Regions from separate parts of the Triticum aestivum genome. Here region 1 is linked to region 2. A link is a contact called in public Hi-C data. All regions are on one chromosome and are shown on one strand. Each heading gives the region's core, a stretch centred on a gene start, on an enhancer-like site or on the middle of the called end of the contact. The rest is flanking DNA. Distances are from core to core; before and after follow the strand shown. Region 1 holds the start of LOC123166538 (peroxidase 45). Region 2 holds the start of LOC123165859 (probable E3 ubiquitin-protein ligase RHG1A).

Region 1 (3,773 bases), core at 266-2,765, 270 kb before region 2:
TGGGTGGCAGCGACTACATGGGATATAAGGGTGTGTCCTTCGATGAAGCATCGTCTTTTCAGCGGATTTTGGTGACTTCTCGACTGCATGTGTGGATATTACTCTCATGTTCTAGCAGCGGCATCTCCAGTACACCATAGGGTTTAGATAAGAGCATCTCCAATAGATGTTGCAAATTTGGAGATGTAAAAATAGGTGTTGGATAATTTACATCACCAAAAAGTGATTTTTACATCTTCAAAAAAGTCTCAACTCCAACAGATGATGTATATTTGGTGATGTAAAACTCCTACTCCAAGATATGATGTATTTGAAGAAGTAAAACTAGTCGGCATAAGCGTCGACAGCCGAGCGCCGAGAGCCGGGAGGAGCGGCGGCGGCAGCAGGTGCGCCAGCGGCCGAGCGACGAGAGCCGAGAGGTCGAATGCGGCGGCGTGGCTGTGAATCGAGCGGCGGATTGGTCGCGGTGGGAAGGCCAGGTGGCGGTCGTGCGGTGTGAGAAGGTCGAGTCTGCTGGGGAAAAGCAGCGGTGGCGTGGAGGCCGTTGTGCGGCTCGAATCCGGCGACGGCGGGATGGTGGGAGGAACTCAAATCATGCGGTGGCAATTCGGCGGCGGAGCAGCGCAGAACCGGCGGTGGAGCGGCCAGGTCTGGCAGCAGGGCAGCGACGGCGTGGTGCGATGGGCGAGCGGCGCGGCGGCAGAAGTGCGGCGGGACAGACTCAAATCTGCAGCTCCTCGGCGGTGCGGGTGGCGGCGGGGATTGCAGGTGGGGTCACGGCGGGGTCAGGATGGAAGAAAGGGCGGCGGTGACAATGTTTTCGGCCAGAAATCGCCGGCGGCAGTGGCGGGCAGGCAGGGAAACTAAAATGAAGCGGCGCTTGTCACATGACTGGAGTTTTACATCACCTCGGATGTGAAGGTGCAAATTTGTATCTCCAAATGTTGTACATCACTAGGAGGAGGTGATGTGATATATATATTTTTTTCATCTACACCCGTTGGAGCGTTTTTTGGCCTTCATGATGCAAAAGTTTGTTAATTTTGCATCTACATCTTCTATTGAAGATGCTCTTAACAACTCACAAAAGCGACCACAACTAAGATGAAGATTGGGTGGAGTGCCCAACGGTTCGCACTTCGCACCAAGATTCTGTTCCTTGTTTGTCATTTGTTAAGGCGAACAGCGTACTGGCTGAAGAAGGAACAGCTCGTTCGTCAGCGTGCAACGGCACGTACGTCTATATAGCTGCAACCTGCATAACCAATTCCTCTGCTCTGAACTTCCGGCCGTTACATTTATACACACCGTGTTAAATGAGCTGTGCCTTGATCACCATGCACGAGCATCATCCCCTACGTACATGCCACTTTGACCAGACGGTCCAGACCCCAAGTGGCAAATATCTAGCTGTTGCTCAGGCGACGAGGATTGGATTAGGGCAGAAGCCACACTACCGGATCAGTCGGTCTCCGGCTCTGGGCTATATAACCCCACGTGCAACCTCCATATACCTCGATCGAACTAAAACCGGTAAGGCACGAGCTAGCCGGCGCGGCCAGCCACACTTCTGGAAGAGCACGCAAAGGCAACAGTCTTCGCGAAGCAATTGAAAGGGAGACCGATAGACCCATGGCGAAGCTTGGATGGTTAGCCTCCCTCGCCGCCGCCGTCGTCGTGGTGGTGACGCTCCGCTCGCCGTTGGCCGCCGCGCAGCTGAGGCCGGGGTACTACGCCAGCATCTGCCCCAACCTGGAGACCATTGTCCGGAACTCCGTCAGGCAGTCCATGGCCCAATCCCAAATCTCCGCGGGCGCCACGCTCAGGCTCTTCTTCCATGACTGCGCCGTCAGGGTACACAACCCGATCGCTGACCGATTGAGCTCGCTCTTGTAGATACATGTCGACTTGATGAGCTGATGACGTAGGTATCTGTACTTTGCTGTGCGTGCAGGGCTGTGATGCGTCGATCATGATCGTCAACTCGAACGGCGACGACGAGTGGCGGAGCCCGGACGACCAGTCGCTGAAGCCACAGGGCTTCCAGACGGTCCTGGACGCCAAGGCCGCCGTCGACAAGGACCCGCAGTGCCGCTACAAGGTGTCCTGCGCCGACATACTCGCCCTCGCCGCACGAGAGTCCGTCGTCCAGAGCGGAGGGCCGAACTACCAGGTGGAGCTGGGCAGGTACGACGGGAAGGTCTCGACGAAGAGCAGCGTGGTGCTGCCGCACGTCGACTTCAACCTCGACAAGCTCAACGCCTTCTTCTCAGGCCTGGGCCTCTCCCAGACCGACATGATCGCACTCTCAGGTGACTGAACTAGTACTCGTCAACTTCCTCTGCGCCCCATTTGCAACACACGCCGACCTGTTGACATTTGACAATCTCGCTGGCTGCACGATGGCATCACTTGCGCGCGAATCCAGGTGGCCACACCATGGGCGCGGCGGACTGCAGCTTCTTCCAGTCCAGGATCGGCACCGACCCGACCATGGACTCGGGCTTCGCCGCGCAGCTCCGGGGCACCTGCACCAGCAGCCAGAGCTCCGCGTTCCTCGACCCGACGCCGCTGGGATTCGACAACTCCTACTACAAGAACCTGCAGGGCGGCAGGGGCCTCCTGGGCTCCGACCAGGTGCTGTACACGGACCCGAGGTCACGGGGCACCGTGAACTACTACGCGTCCAACCAGGGCACCTTCTTCTACGACTTCACCGTCGCCATGACCAAGCTCGGCAGGGTCGGGGTCAAGACCGCGGCCGACGGCGAGATACGCCGCGACTGCCGGTACACGAATTAGTTACAGAGTCGCCGCCGGCAGGTTGCTCAGTTGCTCACACAGTTCAAAAAAAAAAAAAACTGTCAATGACGCAACTACAATAAGATCGGTCATGTTGTTATACATGCATGTGGCTTTGATTCTTGGAGCCCATGATGTCTTCAACTAATCGACTGTAAGATGTCCTTGACTGATCGAATTCTGATGCCTTACTGTTGGACATGTTGTCTTGATCGATCATGTGAGGATGCAGGTGTCTTTTGTGACAACGAGTCAGACTCCAGCACAAAATAGCATGATAATGGCTCTAGCCTCGATCTAGCTAGGCCGCGACTGGCACCAAAAGCAAATCATATCAGACCTAACTTCATCAACGTCAAATGCCCATGATCTGCACTTGCATGGTCCAAGGACCTCTGAAATGGAGCACTATGATTTGTGCAATTGAGTGCACCATGCGTTAACAAGCAATTCCTACAGGGTACGTAACAGCACCATCCGCGTGAGCATATTCAGGTTGGCCGGCCGGCCGCACGTTTTTATGATTTTATATCGATCTTCCTTTGTACTACTCCTATGATTCTTGCCGAAGTTATTGCGTATTTCAAAAATAGCGAATTTCAGTATACAAACTCCCTCAATTTGCAAAAACCTACCAAAACTGTTATTTGCTTTCACAAATACATGGTACTTGACCACCCTCCAAAAAGACCTTGCCTCTTTTCCTAACAGATCTTGGTGGTGTCTAAGGTGACATGGCAATCAGTCAAACTTCGACATGTGCATCAGTGCATGAGCATAAAACCAACAAACCCCTATGGATGGATTGATACTTAGTGGGCAGCATGACAAGCCAGAGGTGGCGCGGTACCGGATGTGGTAGTGCTGATGGAGACGATGTTGGATTGAGATGGACGCGGTGCTAGAGGGAAAGGATAGTAGAGGAAAAGAAAATAGGATGTAGATCTAAGGATTTAGAAAATCAATCATGG
Region 2 (3,706 bases), core at 176-2,675:
TTGCTTTGATTTCTCAAGGAGACGCCAGAACCCCTTCTTAGAAGGCCAATTGTTGTGGTGGATCTACCGGCGTTCTCCTCCATGGCAACTTGTGTTACACTTCTGCAGCCACAATGCAATGAAAGTTAGGAACTGATGTTGCCACAAACAGTCAGAAAGGTAACCTCAAATATGTAAATCCGCATGTAGAAATGATACAGTTCACGTAAGAAAATGGGAAGAAGGTAATGATACAAATCTCCAATAGCACCAAACAATCCAACTTTGCACCTACTGTTAGTTAAGAACATTCAGCTCCACTCCAAGGAAGCTATATTCACCTATGTTTATGAAATTATATCAAATCGCTAGGTTGTAGCGGCGCTACAAGTTCAACGGCCGCTCTTCGGTTTTTTCATTTTAAGCAGACAAAAAATATATTAGAAAATATTTCCTAAAATGTACTCAATAGATTTTCGTAACAAAATTGGAACGAAATAAGACCCTCTATTCATTGTCCTATCTGCCTCTTGGCCATCATCTGTTCATTGTCCGAAAAGGCCAAAACCAATTGGAATTAGCAGTTGAATGAAACTGACTTGATCGAAAGCTCCATATAACAGTTTAGATTGTGATACAGTTATGCAGAATTTTTTCGTGCTTCAAACAAAAGACAGTCTGGGACCACCCACACAATATAAAAACACTTGGGTCATGGATAACTATGTCATGTGCAAACATCATACCACATACAGTAGTAATTTATTTGTAGATGTACAAACAGGAAAAACTGCCTATCGATTTACAAACGAAGAAATGTTCGCAGAATACTCAATCGCGTAAAGAATAACAGAAAACGCAATAGAAACAACAAGTCCCCTCTGCCTTCTGAATCATTACGAGAGGATCATGCGCCCATAGAATTTAAGAATCCCTCCCCTCTCCCCTCAGCTCGTAAACAAACACAGATTACTACATAATAGGAGTATGTATGCATCTGGAATCAAAACGATCGCCGGCGCAACAACCATGTAGCGGCCCAACCCGAGGGAGGAAAAAACGAAATCCGCAGGAAAAATCGACCAATCCAAAGCCCAAATGATCGACACGCCCACGGCAAACGGGGCGGAAGGTAGACCCTCTCATCCTGAACAAAATCCCCACACTAACACAAACGAAGGGAAGAAACGATCAAGGGAACAGAGATTCCCAAAGCTCGTTCGCTTCTCCCCCCACGTACGACAATCGAACCGAAGGCACGCTGAGCGCGCATCCATCCATTTCGTACCTTCTCCACCTCGAACCGGCGGCGGCGGCGGCGCCGACCCCGTTTCTTTGTCCTCCCCTTGCCCCCTCGTTTTCTTCTCCTCGCGAAATGGAAACGGGGGAGACGGCGTGCGGTCCGGACGGAGAGGATTTGGTCAGATCCGAGGCGATTTATTTAGCGGCTGGCCGTAGCGGGTCGGGCGCACGGTGGCTAGCGGAGCCCCATCGCGGCCACGTGGCGCGATGACAGGGCGCACGCGTCGCGGGTGCGGTCGCGCCGTGTGAGTCAGTGGGTGGTGGCGCGCACGCCGGACAGGGTCCGTCGTGGTGCGCGTGCGTGCGTGCGCCGGAGGGCTTGACCGCGTCGGCGGGGACGCGCACGGGGTGGGTTGGCGCCGCCGGTTTTCAAGAAAACAAATGGTCATAAGATAGGGCGTGCGTGTTCATAAAAACATGAGTGTATGTATTTATATATAAACATTTGTATTTGTACTGTATTAAAAAAACAAGTAGCCGAACTTTAGCTTCTGTGTAGGTGTATACTAGTAACTCTAGTGATATTTATCCTAAAAAAGACAACATTGATTTTGGGATGATTGACTTGATTTGGTGTGTTAATGTGTCATCTCATCTGGTTTACTGTCATTTAACAGCAGAAAATGTATATTTTTTTTAGTAGTAGAAAACGTATATCAGAAGGTTAATTATGGTGAGTTATTTTTGGACAAGATTCATGAAAGGATGTGACTGATGCACCAGCCTTAGGGCAAGTGCACAACCCGCTATTCCTCCTCCTCACACCTTTTCGTCTTCCACCTATCTTCCCCCGCTCGTCATCGCTGCTCGACGTCCTCTCAACCCTTGCACCTCGCTAACTTCTCTTCTCCAGCATCCTGTGCACTCTAATCCTCTTTCCCGCCATAGAGCATCTAGATCGAAAGTGTCTTTCTGCTCTTTGAGCTCGGGTGAACAGTAAATTCGAAAGAAAATGAAAAAATTCAAAAAAACTGAAATTTTTGTGTGATAAACTTTAACAAATGTTTTAAGAACCTGCAAATTTTCACATTCAAATGGCATTCCTGGAAGCCAAAATGCTTTTGAAAATGATTTTTTTGCAGCACCGATTTTGTTTTTATTGCCACCACTTCCACAAATGTGATTTCATGATGAAATTTTGCAGGCACTCAAAAAATTTGCCAATGTTTCACACCCAAAAAAATTCAGAATTTTTTACGAATTTACTGTTCATACAGGCTCATTTGAGCTCGAGCTAAGAATAGCTGTGTCCCATCTAGATGAGAATTTTGGATAACTAATTTGATTGGGTGTGTTATCTTATTTGGTTTATTATTACTTAACAGTATACCATATATTGCAAGGTTAATTATGATAAGTTATTTTTGCTTTCATTATTTTAGCCGATTTAATATGAAATTCAATGTGTTCGGCATTCACGCCATAGGGCAAATGTGCAACCCACTATTCTTCATGCTTTTGTCTTTGTCTTTGTCTTCCTCGTAGCTCCTCCCTCTCGTCAGCACCGGTAGCCTCCTCTGCTCGACGTCCTCATAGCCCCACCTTCTCTTCGTCTACTCTTGCACCTCGCTACCTTCTGATCTCCAACACCTTGTGCGCTCTAGTCCATTTTACTGCCATCAGAGCTCTCAGTAGAGAATTTAGGATAATTGACTTGATTGAGTGTGTTATCCCACTTGGTTTATTATCACTTAATAGTAGAAAAAGTATATTGGAAGGTTAATTACGACCGGGTCTTTTTTGCTTTCATTATTTTAGCTGATATAATACGAAATTCAACATGTGTGACATTCACGCCATAGGGCAAATGCGCAACCCATCCTCCTCACATCTTTATCTTCGCCTTTCTCCTACCTCCTTCCACTCGTCAGCTCTGCCGGCCTCCCCTGCTTGACATCCTCACTACCCACTGTTGTGGTACTAAGATTGACATTAGAATGGGGGGTAGGTATGAGGAGGCAAGATCTCAGCTATGGTAAAGTTGTACACACAAGATCTACGAGTTGAGGCCCTTCACGGTGGAAGTAATAGCCCTACGTCTCGGTGCCCGGAGGGAGTCGACTGGATTATATGTGTGTTGAGTTACAGGGGGTGCAAACCCTTGTCCCTGAGGAGGGGGGTGGCTTATATAGAGTACGTCTGACCCCTCCGGCCCTCAGTTACACAGGGTTTAAGGTACATAAAGATGGGGCGTTTCTGGTAATGCCAGAAATAAAGTGACATAAATGACCATTAAGTCTACAGAGTAAACGTCCGACCATTGCTATACAGAGTGGATTTAGGTCTTCTGGTCGTCGAGTGACAATTGCTGTGGTCGAGTGACTTCGAGTCTTCCAAGTGGAATGCTTCTGGTCGAGTGGATGATGATATCCCTTGGATGCTTCTGGTTTTAGGGTGATGTCCTAGGGGAGGGTGTCTAGGTCAG

Evidence for each region. A called contact is a pair of places that touch in the nucleus more often than the background predicts.
Region 1: a Hi-C map of an unstated tissue shows a contact between it and region 2, with 10 times the contacts expected there. The contact joins the promoter of LOC123166538 here to the promoter of LOC123165859 in region 2. A contact is called at or near these places in 4 of 5 Hi-C or Micro-C datasets (leaf and an unstated tissue).

Annotation. Positions count from the first base shown.
Region 1 is chr7D:542,339,626-542,343,398 of IWGSC CS RefSeq v2.1, reverse strand. It overlaps LOC123166538 (peroxidase 45), which reads left to right and starts at 1,515. Exons shown (of 3, transcript XM_044584345.1): 1 at 1,515-1,854; 2 at 1,955-2,312; 3 at 2,429-3,001. The coding sequence starts at 1,633. The coding sequence ends at 2,802.
Region 2 is chr7D:542,067,808-542,071,513 of IWGSC CS RefSeq v2.1, reverse strand. LOC123165859 (probable E3 ubiquitin-protein ligase RHG1A) reads right to left here and starts at 1,425. Exons shown (of 6, transcript XM_044583599.1): 1 at 1,268-1,425; 2 at 1-102. The coding sequence starts at 83.